Regions from separate parts of the Macaca mulatta genome. Here region 2 is linked to region 1. A link is a contact called in public Hi-C data. All regions are on one chromosome and are shown on one strand. Each heading gives the region's core, a stretch centred on a gene start, on an enhancer-like site or on the middle of the called end of the contact. The rest is flanking DNA. Distances are from core to core; before and after follow the strand shown.

Region 1 (7,938 bases), core at 1,433-3,932:
ATCAGCAGATTTCTTTTTCTCTTTCAGCATCTGGATTTGGTTTCATTTTGAACACAGGACTTAGAAAATGAAACCAAAGCTGTCTGTCACTGGTGGCAGTGAGGAGAACCCACGTGTGCTGAGTGTACCCTTAGAAGCTTCCCTGCTCCCTTGCTGTGCCTTCCCGGGCCTGTGGTCCCTGGACTAGGGGTTATAAGGCAGTGCTTTGGGAGGCCAGGGCAGGAGGGTCACTTAAGGATAGGAGTTCAAGACCAGCCTGGGCAATGTAGTGAGACCCCATCTCTACAAAAAATTTAAAAAATTAGCCAGGTGTGGTGGCATGTGCCTGTAGTCTCAGCTACTCAGGAGGCTGAGATGGGAGAATCTCTTGAGCCCAGGAGGTCGAGGCTATAGTGCCTCCTCGATCCTATCACTACACTCCAGCCTGAGCAACACAGCAACACTCCATCTCTTTGAAAAAATGGACACAGGGGTTGAAGCCATGTGTCTGTGGGCTCCAACACACAGCCACACCCACAGGCACACTCGGATGAACAACAGCAGCAAACATCTACCGAGTGCTGATTATACGCTATGGGTTGTTTTAAGCACCTGACCCCGTATTCACTCATTTAATTCCCACACAACCCCAGGAGGGAGGTAGTGTTGTGTTTTTCTTTTTGAGACAGGGTCTTACTCTGTTGCCCAGGCTGGAGTGCAGTGATGAAATTATGGCTCACTGCAGCCTCGACCTCTTGGGCTCAAGCAATCCTCCTGCCTCAGCCTCCCAAGTAGCTGGGACTACAGGTACAAGCCACTATGCCTGGCTGATTTTTGTACTTTTTTTTTTTTTTTTTTTTGTAGAGAAGGGGGTCTCACTTTGTTGCCCAGGCTTGTTCTCAAACTCCTGGGCTCAAGCAATCCTCCTGTCTTGGCCTCCCAAGTGCTGCGATTATAGGCATGAGCTACTGTGCCCTGCTAGAGGTACTATTATTATCCCCATTTCACAGATAAAGAAACCATGGCAGAGAGATTAATCACACGCTCAAGGTCACAAGAATAGAAAGGTGCAGAGTTGGAGCTAGGTCTCCTTGTAATTCCATTACCCACCGCAGAGTGTGGCCCCCAGCAGATGTTCAGTGGACATCTCTCGAATGATCACACACCTGACCTCTGGTGCAGGCAAAGCTCTGCATCTTCTCTTACCTCTTACACACGCACAACCTAGGAGGCTACATCAATGACCACCACTAGCCCTGGCCAAACGCAGATTCAGGGTATTGATGGGGTGCTAAGCCAGGCTGATTCTGGGTCACCCCCTGTGCTCAGGAGGTGAATAAAGACCTAGGCTCTGCCTGGGGAAGAAGGCATCCTGGGGCCAAGGAGGCGGGAAGAAGGACCAGCCACCAGGACTTCCAGGGGAGAAGCTGTCTGGGCTGTCACCTGAGAGCTGTCTGTAGAGGGCAGTGTGCCCCAGTGTGAGACCAGTCACCAAGTCCCCAGCCTACCCAGGCTTTTGTGTGGCCCCTTGTGATGCTGGGGCTCCCCACATGCCTTCATTCAAAAATACACGGAGCAGCCAGGCACCTACTCCATGGCCTCGCACGACAATGGGAATCACTAAATCACCAAAACGTGCAAAAGACAGCCCTGACCACCGACCGCTCACCATCCCAAGCTCCGGGTGTGTGTGTGGTGGGAAGGCAGTCTTTGAAGGGCAGATGCTTGACGGAGCAGTAGGAAGGGGAAATCTATGAGGAAGGGGTCGAGGGAGATGAGGGATAGGAAACCAGGTTTTGGGATTCATCACGTCTGAGAATGCACCATTTCTTCACTGGGTTCCAATCTGATGTCGTCCAGCTGCTCCTCTCCCCAAAATGAAGACGGGGAAGGCGGGATCCAGGTCCAGAGCTCCCTATCTGCAAGCCATTGCAAATCCCAGCCCCTCCCTGGCCTCAGTTTCTTCCGCTGCCGGGTAGTGGGAGTGCAGGGAGGGCAGTCGAGGCCACCAGGGACCTTGCCCGGCCCCGCCCAGTTTCCGAGGAACTGGGCCGGGGTGGAGGCGCCCGCGCCACCAGGGTTCCTCTGAAGCTTGTGGTCAGGCCGCTGCTTCCCGGGAAGCCCGAGCCAAGACCAGAGGCAGCGGCCGGCAGGGCTTCGGGACAGGAGGGAGGGCGACTGAGGGAGTCGATGGCGGCTGAAGCAGGGGCTAGGAAGGGGTCTAGGGGTGGCGTCAGGCTCAGGGTTGGGGACAGGTTCTGTGGTCTCCTGGGGGGATCTGGCTGCAAGGGAGGAGAGGACAGGGCTCTGTCCCCGGCGGGTGTGGAGACACCTGGGGTGGAGGAGGGTGTGTCAGGGAGCGTCCCAATAGGGCCTGGCGGCAGAAAGTGGAACCCGAGGTAGCGGGGCAAAAGCGGGGTCGCCAAGTCCGAAAGAGGCGTCCGAGAAGTGGCCAGAAGGCGCAGGGTCGGGGCCAGGGGCCCTCGAGGGACGGGTGCTGGGGCAGGTGCGAACAGGCGGGCAGAGGGCCCCGCGAGAGGGTCCAGAGGAGGGGTGCAGACGGCCCGAGCGGTCCCCGCCGGACGCCACGGCACAAAGAGAAACCGAAAGTGGAGCTGGGGGCGGGGCCTGCGGGGGGCGGGGCCTCCCGCCGTCGCTAGCCCCGCCTCCCAGCTGGTTTAAAAGACTGGCGCAGGGGCGGGCGCCGAGCACAGTGAGCTGCGGCCGTGGCAGCTGCACGGCTCCTGGTCCCGGAGCATGCGCGAGAGCCGCCCCGGAGCGTCCCGGAGCCCCCCGCTGCCCCGCCCGCGGCGCCCCGCGCCCCGCCGCCAGGTGAGCCGGGCCCTGGGCGAGGAGGCGGGAGGGAGGAGGAAGGGGAGTCCAGGGCAGCCAGGAGTCGGGCGGGCCTCGGGGGCTGCAGGATGGGGTCGCGACTGGCACGCCCCTTGCCCCCGCCGGCCCCACCCAGGCAGCCCCCCGCGCGCGGGTCTCCCACAGCACAGCCTTTCTCTGGTCCTAGCCCAAATCTCCCGGACCAGGCGCGGGTCCTAGCCTCGCCAGCAGGCGGCGGGCGCGGGGCGGCGAGCCGGGGCCGGACGGCTGGAGCCGGAGCCGGCTGCTCTCCACGCCCCCCTCTCGGTGCTGCCTGGAGGCCGGACTCCGCCTCCACCGAGCCCCCACCCGCCGGGAAGAGTTCCGCGGAGTACAGAGCCCATTTTCTAGCTGTGCCCACTGAGGCTGAACGGTGCCGCGCGGACTTGGTGCTCCGCGCTCGCCCCCTAGGGCCGGATCCACCGGGAGCGCCGCCCTCCCTAGTTGCCCGGCGGGCGCTCACCTGCCCGGTCCCGCAGCGCCCCAGCTCACCGCCTTGTCTCCCCCGCAGCGCACCCCCGGACGCTATGGCCCACCCCTCCGGCTGGCCCCTCCTGTAGGATGGTAGCACACAACCAGGTGGCAGCCGACAATGCAGTCTCCACAGCAGCAGAGCCCCGACGGCGGCCAGAGCCTTCCTCCTCTTCCTCCTCCTCGCCCGCGGCCCCAGCGCGCCCGCGGCCGTGCCCGGCGGTCCCGGCCCCGGCCCCGGCCCCCGGCGACACGCACTTCCGCACGTTCCGTTCGCACGCCGATTACCGGCGCATCACGCGCGCCAGCGCGCTTCTCGACGCCTGCGGCTTCTACTGGGGGCCCCTGAGCGTGCACGGAGCACACGAGCGGCTGCGCGCCGAGCCCGTGGGCACCTTCCTGGTGCGCGACAGCCGCCAGCGGAACTGCTTCTTCGCCCTCAGCGTGAAGATGGCCTCGGGCCCCACGAGCATCCGCGTGCACTTCCAGGCCGGCCGCTTCCACCTGGACGGCAGCCGCGAGAGCTTCGACTGCCTCTTCGAGTTGCTGGAGCACTACGTGGCGGCGCCGCGTCGCATGCTGGGGACCCCGCTGCGCCAGCGCCGCGTCCGGCCGCTTCAGGAGCTGTGCCGCCAGCGCATCGTGGCCACCGTGGGCCGCGAGAACCTGGCGCGCATCCCCCTCAACCCCGTCCTCCGCGACTATTTGAGCTCCTTCCCCTTCCAGATCTGACCGGCCGCGCCCGCCGTGCACGCAGCATTAACTGGGGTGCCGTGTTATTTTCTGTTATTTGCCTGGAGCTACGGGGTGGGTACCTTTCCCCTGCCTGGGTTGGAGGGAGCGGGTGGGTGTAGGGGCAAGGCGCCTCCCGCCCTCGGCTGGAGACGAGGCCTGGAGACGAGGCTGCAGACCCCTTCTCACCTCTTGAGGGGGTTCTCCCCCTCCTGGTGCTCCCTCGGGGTCCCCCTGGTTGTTGTAGCAGCTTAACTTAACTGTATCTGGGGCCAGGACCTGAACTCGCACCTCCTACCTCTTCATGTTTACATATACCCAGTATCTTTGCACAAACCAGGGGTTGGGGGAGGGTCTCTGGCTTTATTTTTCTGCTGTGCAGAATCCTATTTTATATTTTTTAAAGCCAGTTTAGGTAATAAACTTTATTATGAAAGTTTTTTTCTAAAAAAAAAAAAAAAAAAAGGTTTCTAGAACGTGTGCTTTGGCCAAAAGTTTAACTTGGTTCTGAACAGGTCCAGGGGAGAGGGTCCTAAGGCTGACCTGCTGGGCTGCAGGTGGTGTACCGGGCCTGCTCTGTGGCTGGGCATCCCTCAGGGTTCCACCCACAACTCTCCAGGGAGAGAAACGGTTGGTCTAGTTTTGGCGTGTGTCCAGTAAGACAGCAGCTCCCGTTTGAGCACTTTGTCTGTGCCAGACCTAATTCTGTGCTTTGCATGCTTAAATTTACTTAATCCTATAGAGAGAGGCATAACCCTGTGAGGCACGGGCTCTTATCCCCATTCTACAGAAGGGAAAACTGAGTAAATCTGCCAATGGCCATTCCTGTCAGAGACAACACTTGGGCCGTTTTTTTGGCTGTCCACTAAGCATCTGCTTCACATGGATAACAGAGAGGAAACTTCTTTGGTTCTATGACCACAACAGCTTCCAGGAAGAGGGTGGGGGTGGGGGATTAGTGAGTTTTTGGAAGGAGGAGTGGCACATTCTGAACCAGCATCAAGGGATACTCATTTGAGATGAGATGGGGGATACAGGGCTGGGTCTAGCTTCCTCCTTGTCACGCTGTTCTGTCTTGTGTACTTTTTGGTGAACACACGACTTGGAGCCAGAAAGAGGCTCTGTGGTCTGTGGTGGCGGGAGGGTGCTGCTGGCGGCTAGGGCAATTCCCCTTGCCTCCCTGGGCCTCCACCTTTCTAAGGGCAACTTTCTGTGCATCATATAGGAGACTGATGTTTTCAGGAGCCAGGTAAGGGCAGGGTGGCTCCAGGACGTTTGTGGGGCTGGCCCACAGCACCAGAAAGTGCCCAGGACCTGGGTTTCTGGCAACTTCTGTGTCTTTGGCCAGCCTGACACATGGACCATGCTGGTAACTCAACACATGGTGAACTGAGTCATTTTCAGGTTAAGGGTTAAGCAACCTGATGGACACGTCACACTTCATCTTTAGAAGCTAAAGTGGCCCTCTTCAGCCTTGGACACACATATAATAGTGTCCTAATGCTTAATAATACCTTTCAGACTTGAAAGTACAGCATAAAATTAACTTGATGGTCAAAGAGCCAGAGCAGCCCAGGCCTGTCTTGGGGATTAAATAGGCTCCAGGCCTTTAAGGATGGCCAGAAGAGATTTAGGATCTCAGAGAGCTTTGGCAATTTCATCCCTTAGTAAGGTGAAGTGGAACGGAAGGAGGTGATGTCTTACCTCGACCTCCAAAGAATCTCTGCTTTTTCTTTTTTTTTCTTTTGCCATGCCCCTGCCCTTCCTTCTCTGAGGTGGATTAAGTCCTGTCCTTGTTGTTTTCTGTCTGTTACCTCCTGTGGGCAGTGTTTGGAGAAACAGAAATCCAAGATGGCAATGCTTGGGGATCGGGTTGTAATACTAGTGATACAGACCCTTAGTGACCACTTGCTGGCTGTGCTGGCCCCATTTGACAGATGGGAAAACAGGCTCAGAGAGGCAAAGCAGGACCACAAGGGGTGGAGCCGGATTTTGCAAACCCACTCAGGACTTTTTCAGAGACTGGGTACCACTAGGCAACCCGAGGACCTAACTGTTACAGTAATAATAACAGCAGCAGCTGCTTGTATTTCTATGTAGCACTGACTGTGCAGGAGCCTCTCCCAGGTCCCACATCACCTATGTGAAGCATTCAGCTCACACCCAGCCTTCCGATTTAGGTACTGTGAACATCCCCATTTTACAGATGGGAAAACAGGTCCTCCTCAAAGGAGGGGTCAACTAGCAGGTAGCTTGTGATATGTTTTTTTTTTTTCCCCTTCTTTGAAAAAAGTATAAAAAACACATTTTCCTTACACAAGTGTTGGGTATCCAAACCCATTCCCCCTGTAGAACTTGAAGCAGAACAGCTAAGAGTAAAGGCCCCTCTGATCACACTTCCCAGAGCTGGCCCCTTCCTCCTTTTATGAGTCATTTAAAATAAATCTATACTAACATAGGTACAGTGACCTAAAGCCCTGGGAGCTGCACCCCACGTCCCATGTGACTAAAAGTGTGTGCAGGCACCACTGAAGGGGGAAAAGGCTGTGTGTGTGTGTCTCTGTGTGTGTGTGTGTGTGCGCGCGCGCGCGTGCGCGCACTAGCACCATGTGGCTTCCCGGGTGGTGTAGATCTCTCTCAAACCTCAGCTTCATGATTCAGCAGCGCTGACGTCAATTTACAAGAATGAAAAGTGAGAGGAGGGTTTGTGTGCGCAAGGGAGTGAGTTGGGGCCCCAGGTGCAGTGGAGGTGTCCTTCCCACTGAGCAGGTAAGCCAGGGCAGTGTGGCAGGCACCATGAGAAAGGAGGCACTCTTTGGAATGATGAGGACTGTGTGTGGGGGTGGGGACAGCCTGTGACCAGCCTCCAAGTCACCCCTGAGCTGAAAACTCTGGCCCCCATTTTCCATATGAGGAAATGGAGGCTCAGACAAGTGCAGATACCTACTCAAGGTGACACAGCTCAAAAGTGATGGCCAGGACTTGGACCAAGTCTATCCCACTCTAAACAACAAGATGGGTTTCTTCCTTTTTTTTTTTTTTTTTTTTAAGACAGAGTCTCGCTATGTCACCTAGGCTGGAATGCACTGGCGAGATCACAGGTCACCGCAGAATCAAACTCCTGGGTTCAAGCAATCCTCCCACCTCAGCCCAGGGACTGAGTAGCTGGGAATACAGGCGTGAGCCACCGCACCCATTTAGTTTTCTTGTTTTTGGTAGAGATGGGGCCTCACTATGTTGCCCTGGCTGGTCTCAAACTCCTGGGCTCAAGCGATCCTCCCACCTCAGCCTCCCAGAGTGTTGGGATTACAGGCATGAATCATTGTGCCCAGCCCAGGATGGGTTTCTTAGTGGGAGAGGGGATGGGATAAGGGAGGACTCTGGTGAAAATGCATATTCCTAGGCCTCACCTCCTCCTACTTGATACTCCCAACCTTATGAGTAGGTACTGTCATTATCCCAGGAAGTGGCGAACTGAGCCTCTTCTATGACATAATAGGTAGAATGTGCTTAGCACACAACTTAGCATGTAGTAGGTGCTAAATGCATCTCTGAATGATGAGGTGCCAATAATGATAGTTGAGGTTCATATAGCAAACACTGATTGAGTGCCTCCTATGTTACAGGCATTATCCTTTTCCTCCTCTTTTTTTCTTTTTTTCTTTTTTCTTTCTTTCTTTTTTTTTTTTTAAGAGATGGGGTCTCACTCTGTTACCCAGGCTGGAGTGGAGTGGTGTGATCACAGCTCCTGTAGCCTTGACCTCCTGGGCTCAAGCGATCCTCCCACCTCAGCCTCCTGAGTAGCTGGGACCACAAGCGTGCACCACCATGCCTGGCTAATTTATTTTTGCCAAGATGGGGTCTCCGTATGTTGCCTAGGCCAGT
Region 2 (7,938 bases), core at 2,405-4,904, 90 kb before region 1:
TCTGCGAAAACCTTCACCTGAAGTAATGCACAGCTGTCCGATGGAAGACCCCAGGGCAGGCACTGACTCTCCTTTTTTTTTTTCTTGAGGCAGAGTCTCAGTCTCATCTGTTACCCAGGCTGGAGTGCAGTGGCACGATCTCGGCTCACCACAACCACCGCCTCCTGGGTTCAAGTAATTCTCCTGCCTCAGCCTCCCGAGTAGCTGGGACCACAGGCGTGCACCACCACACCCGGCTAATTTTTGTATTTTTAGTAGGAACAGGGTTTTGCCATGTTGGCCAGGCTGGTCACAAACTCCTGGCTTCAGGTGATCCACCCATCTCGGCCACCCAAAGTGCTGGGGTTACAGCTGTGAGCCGCCACGCCCAGACTGACTCACTTTCTAAAATGAGCAGTACCCGCTGGAGGAAGGCGTCTAGCTTGGCCTCTTCCCAAACTCACAGGACGTGGAATTCGGTGCTGACAGGCCCTTTGGAGAAACTCCTTTCCCTGTCCTGTGTGACCAGCAGGGAGGGAGGCTTGGTGGTTTGGTATTTCTGGGTGTACAGCCTCATTGTTTCTTCCTTATCTTTCTTGCCCATATCACATCTCAGGTCCCTTGGATCAGGGACAGAACTGGATTGTGCTCCTCTGGGCGGCCGCCCACTGCACTTTAGGGCCTGGTAACTGGTTTAGTGAGTTCCAGGTTCACAGAAGGAGACAAACTGCCCAGGATGGGTCATACTCAAAGCCTCCCCAGTACCAGATTGAGGTGATTAGGTGACGAGATTTAGAGTTGTATTTGGCACGAACACACATCATTGGGGTCTAGAGGGCCGACTAGGTAGGCAGAATGTCCCTCCCCACACAATGATATCCATACCCTAATCCCCAGAACCTCTGAATATGTTACCTTACGTAGCAAAAGACTTTGACAGATGGGATTAGTCAGGGCATTGGGAGGGGAAGATTAGCCTGGATACCCAGGTGAGCCCAATCTAACCACACAAGTTCTTAAAAGCACGGGACTTTCTCGGGCTTAAACGGGAACGATAAGGAGGAATGGGAGGTCCAAGAAGATACCATGCGCACAGCGGGCAGCCACGTGTCTCGTTCACCTCGTGTATCCAGAGTCTGGAACCCAGCAGGCGCTTGGCGACGGAAAGGCCACTAAAGTGAACTTTGAAGCACTGGATCCCAGTGAATAGTCATGTGGATGAATTATTTAACCTCTCTGACCCCACGTCATCCCTTCTCTATGGACATCAGAAGTAAGGGCAGTGAAATAACCCACCCAAGGTCATCCCCTGAATGAACAGTGGGGCTGGCCCCACTGCAAGCCCCTCAGAATCCATCTGGCTGCCAAATCCAGCACTCTCTCCACCCCCACCTCGGCTTGGCCATAATGAGCAGAACTCCTGGGTAGACAGGGGTGAAGCTTCTCATGGCCCCATTTCGTTCCTTTGCTCCATTCTGTGCCCTTGTTTTCTGGTGACTGGTTGTCATCCCATTTTCCACGCACAGACCAGCAGAGGGGGCCAGCGCCCATGTCGAGACCATCAGCTCCCAGAGCTGCCCTAGAGAAGGGCCTGGTCCCGGCCACCCGCAACAACAGTGTCCTTGACGACAAGGGGCACCTACTGGTTCACCACCTGGCTCTTCGGCTGCCAGCTAGATGCCCCTGGAAAAAGGACTTCATCTCTGTGGCAGCAGTTTTCACAGCTGTGAAAGGGGAGAGGGGAAACGGACCTCCCAGGGGTACTGGGACAGTAAAATGAAGCAACTCATGAGACAGCTTCTAGCACAGTCCCTGGCACTTAACTCTTAGTTGAATTTGCATTCTTTTATTTTTATTTTTTTTATTTTTGAGACAGAGTTTTGCTCTGTTGCCCAGGCTGGAGTGCAGTGGCGCGATCTCCACTCACTGCAACCTCCATCTCCTGGGTTCAAGCGATTCTCCTGCCTCAGCCTCCCGAGTAGCTGGGATTACAGGCACACATCACCACACCCAGCTAATTTTTTGTATTTTTAGTCGAGACGGGGTTTCGCCATGTTGGCCAGGCTGATCTTGAACTCCTGACCCCAGGTGATCTGCCCGCCTCAGCCTCCCAAAGTGCTGGAATTTCAGGCATGAGCCACTGCGCCCAGCTGAACTTGCACTCTTTATCAAGAGACGTTCAGTCAGTCTCAAAGGACTCTCATTTCAGATTCTGTCCAAACCACATGAATCGTTTTTTGGACTCGGCTGTCTCGCTCCTTTTCCTCCACCCTTTTATGTCTTTACCAGGTCTTTCCTCTGTACTTAAACAGCACTCCCCAACAGTCAAGCCAGCACCCTTGGGCCTGCTATAAACTACACAGGGGGGCCACTTCAAAAGGCCCTGCTAAGCAGGGGGTTCCTTTCATCTGAAAACTGCTGTGGGCCAAGTATAAATTTAAGACACTGTGCCTTTGCTTGTATATTTCCTCTGTCTTCCAGCCTAAAACCCAGCCAGTCCTAACATTGACCGAATGCCCATGTATGTTACTTAAGACCCCATGCTGGGCAGGGATACTGAGATAAATAAGACACAATCACGATGTCACTGGAAGCGCCTCCAACAGGGACAGATAGCAAGAGATGATTTCAGAACAACGTGTGTGCCTGTCTACAGAGATCCACTCTCAGGAGGGGAAAGCTAATTCCGTTCCCAAGAACTTACCAGCTACCACCCTTTGAAGGAAGAATTGTCTCCGCTTCACAGACTGACTTCCAAGGCCAAAGTCAGACAGGAACGGGCAGGACCAGGACTGGACCCCAGGTTAGACTAACATCACTGTCTCCCTTATCGCAAGCAGGCAGAGGCCCCTTGAAGATGTCCTTTCGCACCAGCTCCAAAATATCTACTAAATGTAGGTCATTATGACTGAAAATGCATTTTTCTCCTTATCCTTGCAGCAGGCAGCTGCTCTGTAAGTTTTGGCTGTAGCCTGATGCTTAGCAACGCCAGCCCAAGGCCATCTGCTGACCTGTAGATCGCAGGGTTGTCACCCTTGAAACTGGAAGGCAATCCACACACAGTGTGTCTTCCAGGTGCTTTTTCTCCTCAACCATGAAACCACACACCCACAGGCCAGGCAAGAAAGCACTCAGTTCCTTCACACATGGTCCTTCCTTCCCCTTCCTGCTTCACCTGATGCAGAAGAATTTGTCAGTAAAACTTGAGCATTACAAGAATATGCAACAGAAAGAATTAGAGAACTTGGCAATCCAAAAGCTGCTAAATGAGGGTTTTCTCCATTTTGGGGGTAATGTAAAGCAGTTCCAAGAAAAGTGAAGTCACAGCCTCCGTTGCTTATTTTCGGTTCTTAGAAAAGAGCCAATGTCAAAGGGGAAGCGGCTCCGCCCCAGCACACAGCCTCCATTGTCTGGCGGGGAGCGATGGCTGATAAACCAACTTGGATTCGGCACCAGAAACCCAAAACCTCTGACATATGTTTTCATTTGGTGATGTCAAGGAGGAAACTCAAGCTGAAACAGTGAAAGTTATTAACATTCAGAGAAACCACAGCTCAGCTAACATGCTGAGACGACAGCCTTCCAGCACCAAGCCACCAGCAGTTTTGAGGGGACTGTCAGAAAAAACACACAGTGCCCTCCTTTTCCTACCTCCACCCTCCAGCACACTCCTAAGAGGCATTATCACTTAGGCCACCATGTCAGCCCAACCAGCATTTTTCAATGGACATTATTTACCAGAAGCTGGGTGAGGACACATGGGGCAGGATATGGTACAGGTGGTTTTTGGCAGCTTGAGTCTGTTTTCTAGCACAGAAGCAGATCTCACCACAGTACGGCAGACTTCAGGTTAACATCTTGGGAGTCTACCACACATCTACCTCAGGGGTTACTACTGGGTGTCCCATAATAAGCTGTGAATAAGGTTCGCTTGTTTTTGTTTTTTTGTTTTTGTTTTTGAGACAGTCTGGCTCTGTTGTCCAGACTGGAGTACAGTGGCACGATCTTGGTTCACTGAAACCTCCGCCTCCCAGGTCCAAGAGATTCTCATGCTTCAGCCTCCAGAGTAGCTGGGATTACAGGTACCTGCCACCATGCCTGGCTAAGTTTTTTGGATTTTTAGTAGAGACGGAGGACTCACTATGTTGCCCAAGCTGGTCTCGAACACCTGGCCTCCGGTGATCAGCCTGCCTCGACCTCTCAAACTGTTGCGATTACAGGCGTGAGCCACTGCACCCAGCCATTGTGACTAAGTTTTAACCTAAGAATTCTGTAACAGAGATCTCATTGTGTGCACCAAAATTAAATTTAAATACAATTAAAAACAACTGATTGAGTGACCCAGCCAGAGAGAGAGCCCAAGTGTCCCTCAAGAGGGTATGAAGGCCAGGTGTGGTGGCTCATATCTGTAATCCCAGCACTTTGAGAAGCTGATGTGGGTGGATCGCTTGAGGTCAGGAGATTGAGACCATCCTGGTTAACATGATGAAACCCCATCTCTACTAAAAATACAAAAAATTAGCCGGGCGTGGTGGCCTGTAGTCCCAGTTACTCAGAGGCTGAGGCAGGAGAATCACTTGAACTCAGGAGGTGGAGCTTACAGTGAGGTGAGATCGCGCCACTGCACTCCAGCCTGGGTGACAGAGCGAGACTCCGTCTCAAAAAAAAGAAAAAAAAAACTAACCAGGCATGGTGACACGCACCTGTAGTCCTGCTACCTGAGAGGCTGAGATGGGAGGATCACCTGAGCCTGAGAGGTTGAGGCTGTGGTGAGCTGTGATTGTGCCCTTGCACTCCAGCCTGGGCAAGAGTGAGACTGTCTTAAAAAAGAAAAAAAAAAAGATATGGAAGAATCATATATGCATAGTAAATGAAAGAAGCCAGTCTGAAAAAATTACTTACTGTATGATCCAATATGTGATATTTTGGCAAAGGCAAAATTGAAAAGAAAGATCAGTGATTGTCAGGGTTGCAGGGGGAAGGGTGAATAAGGGGAACCCAGAGGAATTTTAGGGCAGTGAAATTGTTTTGGACGATACTGTAATGGTGGATACATGTTATTATGCATTTGGCAAAATCCACAGAATGTATAAGAGAAAGAATGAAGCCTAATGTAAACTAGACTTTAGCTAATAACAATGTAATGTTGGTTTATCAAATGTACCAACCTAATAAAAGATGTTCACAGCTGGAAAAACTGGGAGTGGGGTGTGAGTGTGGAGTATATGGGAATGCTGTAGTTTCTCCTGAAACGTTTTCCTGAAAACCTAAAACTGTTTTTTTAAAAGTCTATTTAAAAAAAAAAAAAAAAAACCCATACAGCATATTAAACAATTTATTAGAGGTAGAATATCAATAATCCAGACGAAAGTCTACAATCATGTCATAACATCATCTAACTCCCTCGATATTTAAAGTCTCAAAAAATTCAGGTATGGGTACTAAGCAGACAGCAGAAACCCAACATTCAAAACAATCACAGCAAAAAGTCATTCCACACAAAAAGACAAAAGAACTCTAAACCAGGAGGCTCACCATGTCTCACCCAAAGTTATGAAGCAGAAGTTTAGCTAATGCCTGAAAGGCGTCCTTTATCTTGATGTTTTTCATTTCAACAAGAAATTCTGAAAACGTCTCAACATCTCTGAGTGGTGGAAGAAGGTATCACCTTCTCTAGCTAGGAAAACGGACAGAGCCGTGTCTAAATGTTTGAGTGGTGTCCGAAGCAGAAAGGGAGCTGTTGTCTTTCAGGAGCCGCGGTGCCTGCCGTTAGGAAATATGCCATTTGACTTGCAAACTGGTTATGGTAGTTGCTGATGAAGAAGAGGAGAAGCCCTGATGTCATTCCTTTTTCACACAGTCTGTCTTCCTGCCCATAACCACACTTTAATCACCACGGGCAATAACCGCGCTTAAATTTTGCATTGTAAAACAGGGATGCAGCAGAAATGGAAAAAGTATCATCACTCATAAAATTTGGAAAATGCAACATGAGACTTCTGTGTTTGAGAGAGAGAGAGAGAATTAACACACACAAACCAGGAAGGAAAAAGAAACACAAGCATCTGCTTTTCATCAGCGAACACAGGCAAAGCAAGGGGCGGCAGAGGCTGTGTCACTGAAGTATCCCAGGACTTAAACATTCCTACATCCGGACTCCTTGGTCAACCAAAGCAAGCCTCTCTGAGAAACTTTTGAAAAATACGCATTGAAAAAATGTCCATGAAATCCACATCATTATAAGCTTCTAAACAGTTTCAGGATTTTGGTTGTTTTTAACGACAGTTCCAACATTATCTAAGGAATATTCTTGTGTAAATCTTCCACTTCCAGTTCCCACATACTTTCATGAATGGGATTATCAGAAAGGTCTGTCATCTTCACAGCCTGTAGGCAGGGCTCAGGGCTGCAGGCCTGAACCACTCCCATCACCATCACATACTTTCCTAGAAAAAGAAGAAAAGCCCATAGTAATGTTCTTTTTTTTCTTTTGAGACAGAGTCTTGCTCTGTCGCCCAGGCTGGAGTGCAATGGTACAATCTCGGCTCATTGCAACCTCCGCCTCCTGAGTTTAAGCGATTCTTGTGCCTCAGCCTCCTGAGTAGCTGGGATTACAAGTGCCTGCCCCCACACCTAGCTAACTTTTTTATTTTTAGTAGAGACAGCGTTTCATCTGTTGGCCAGGCTGGTCTTGAACTCCTGACCTCAGGTGATCCACCCACCTTGGTTTCCCAAAGTGCTGGGATTAATAGGCATGAGCCACCGAACCCAGCCATCTTCTTTGGTTTCTGATTTTACTAGGCCAAACAAAACGGTCATGTAAAATGTAATCATGCCCAAAGAATGGAGGCGACGCTCCCGTCAGAGTGAGTTATAATTAGCCTGCTCTGAGGTAGGAGCAGAAAACCTTAGCTGTCCTCTAATCCCATTCCTTGCTCAATGCTACAGGGTATGTGACTGGTTTCTGTGCACAGGTCACATCCTCTTTCTACAGACACCCTCTGACCAAGCAAATCCAATTTTCCCTCCACGTTGCCGAAAAGGCTGGGCAGGCAGCCCCCCGCCCCATTGTTCCAACTGCTGGAACCTATCCCTGCCACCTCCTCCAGCACATACAAGCAAATCCACACAAGGGCCGGCTGCCACCGGGATGATCTAATGACATATTAACTGTGACTCTCTTCCCATTCCCTTGGGGAAGTGACTCTCCTTGAAAGCAAAACTTGGCCAGTCTCAACCACACAAAACCCGATTGTGTAAAAGAAAACTCCAAACACTGCAGGAAAGACAGGCCCGGTGCCAGCCCCGCTGCCTGCCCCTGTGAGGCCGCTTTCATTGCACTGTACGTGGGGCCTGGGGCTTTGACTGAAGGAAGCCAGGCAAGCTGACCCCTGATTCCGCTGTTCAACCCCAGGCAGGATGTGCTCAGGTATCTCAGAACTCCTCCCCACATTCCACCTGGGTCCATCCGTGACAGAGACTGGTTCTGAAAATGCACTTGCCATTCCCCTGTGAAAGGGCCTAAAGCGCTGGTAGGGTTGGAACCCATAGAAGTAGAATGACTAAAGGCCCAGGAAAAGAAGAACAAGCCCGAGGGCATTCCAACCAGGAGAGGGGAACAGGAGCTCTACTAGGAAGGCACACACAGCCAGCCAGATGAGCTCAAAGGCATGCGATGAGACAAATTGGCCCTGTAGGTTCCACCCACACCCTCTCCCACTCCAAAGCAGCTCTCCACTGTCTCTCCCTCTCCTTCCCGCATCCCCACGCCGCGGTTGCCATGACCATTCCAATGGCTCTGGCCCATCTCCTGCCAGCTTCCTCCTCTTCGAAACCATCCCCACCCCAATGCTGCAGTCAACATTCTTGAATCCACCTCCTGCCTCCAGAACTCAGTTGATCCAAGCACTACCTAGGTAAGCATGGTTTCTCCGATTCTCCTGCAGACAGACAGCAGCC

What was found. A called contact is a pair of places that touch in the nucleus more often than the background predicts.
Region 2: a Hi-C map of blood shows a contact between it and region 1, with 4 times the contacts expected there. The contact joins the enhancer-like site here to the promoter of SOCS1 in region 1. A contact is called at or near these places in 6 of 14 Hi-C or Micro-C datasets (CD4 T cells, blood, cortical neurons and 2 more).

Annotation. Positions count from the first base shown.
Region 1 is chr20:12,406,765-12,414,702 of T2T-MMU8v2.0, reverse strand. It overlaps SOCS1 (suppressor of cytokine signaling 1), which reads left to right and starts at 2,682. Exons shown (of 2, transcript XM_001104595.5): 1 at 2,682-2,811; 2 at 3,362-4,437. The coding sequence starts at 3,412. The coding sequence ends at 4,053.
Region 2 is chr20:12,498,042-12,505,979 of T2T-MMU8v2.0, reverse strand. RMI2 (RecQ mediated genome instability 2) reads right to left here. Exons shown (of 3, transcript NM_001194293.4): 3 at 5,797-6,425. The coding sequence ends at 6,277. Among named protein-coding and RNA genes, the nearest start is that of RMI2, 22 kb to the right of the region's middle. Within about 2 kb of position 3,654, at least 11 of the 40 cell types and tissues checked have an H3K27ac peak or open chromatin away from gene starts, as enhancers often do. A contact at or near this core is called in CD4 T cells and blood, where this site is marked.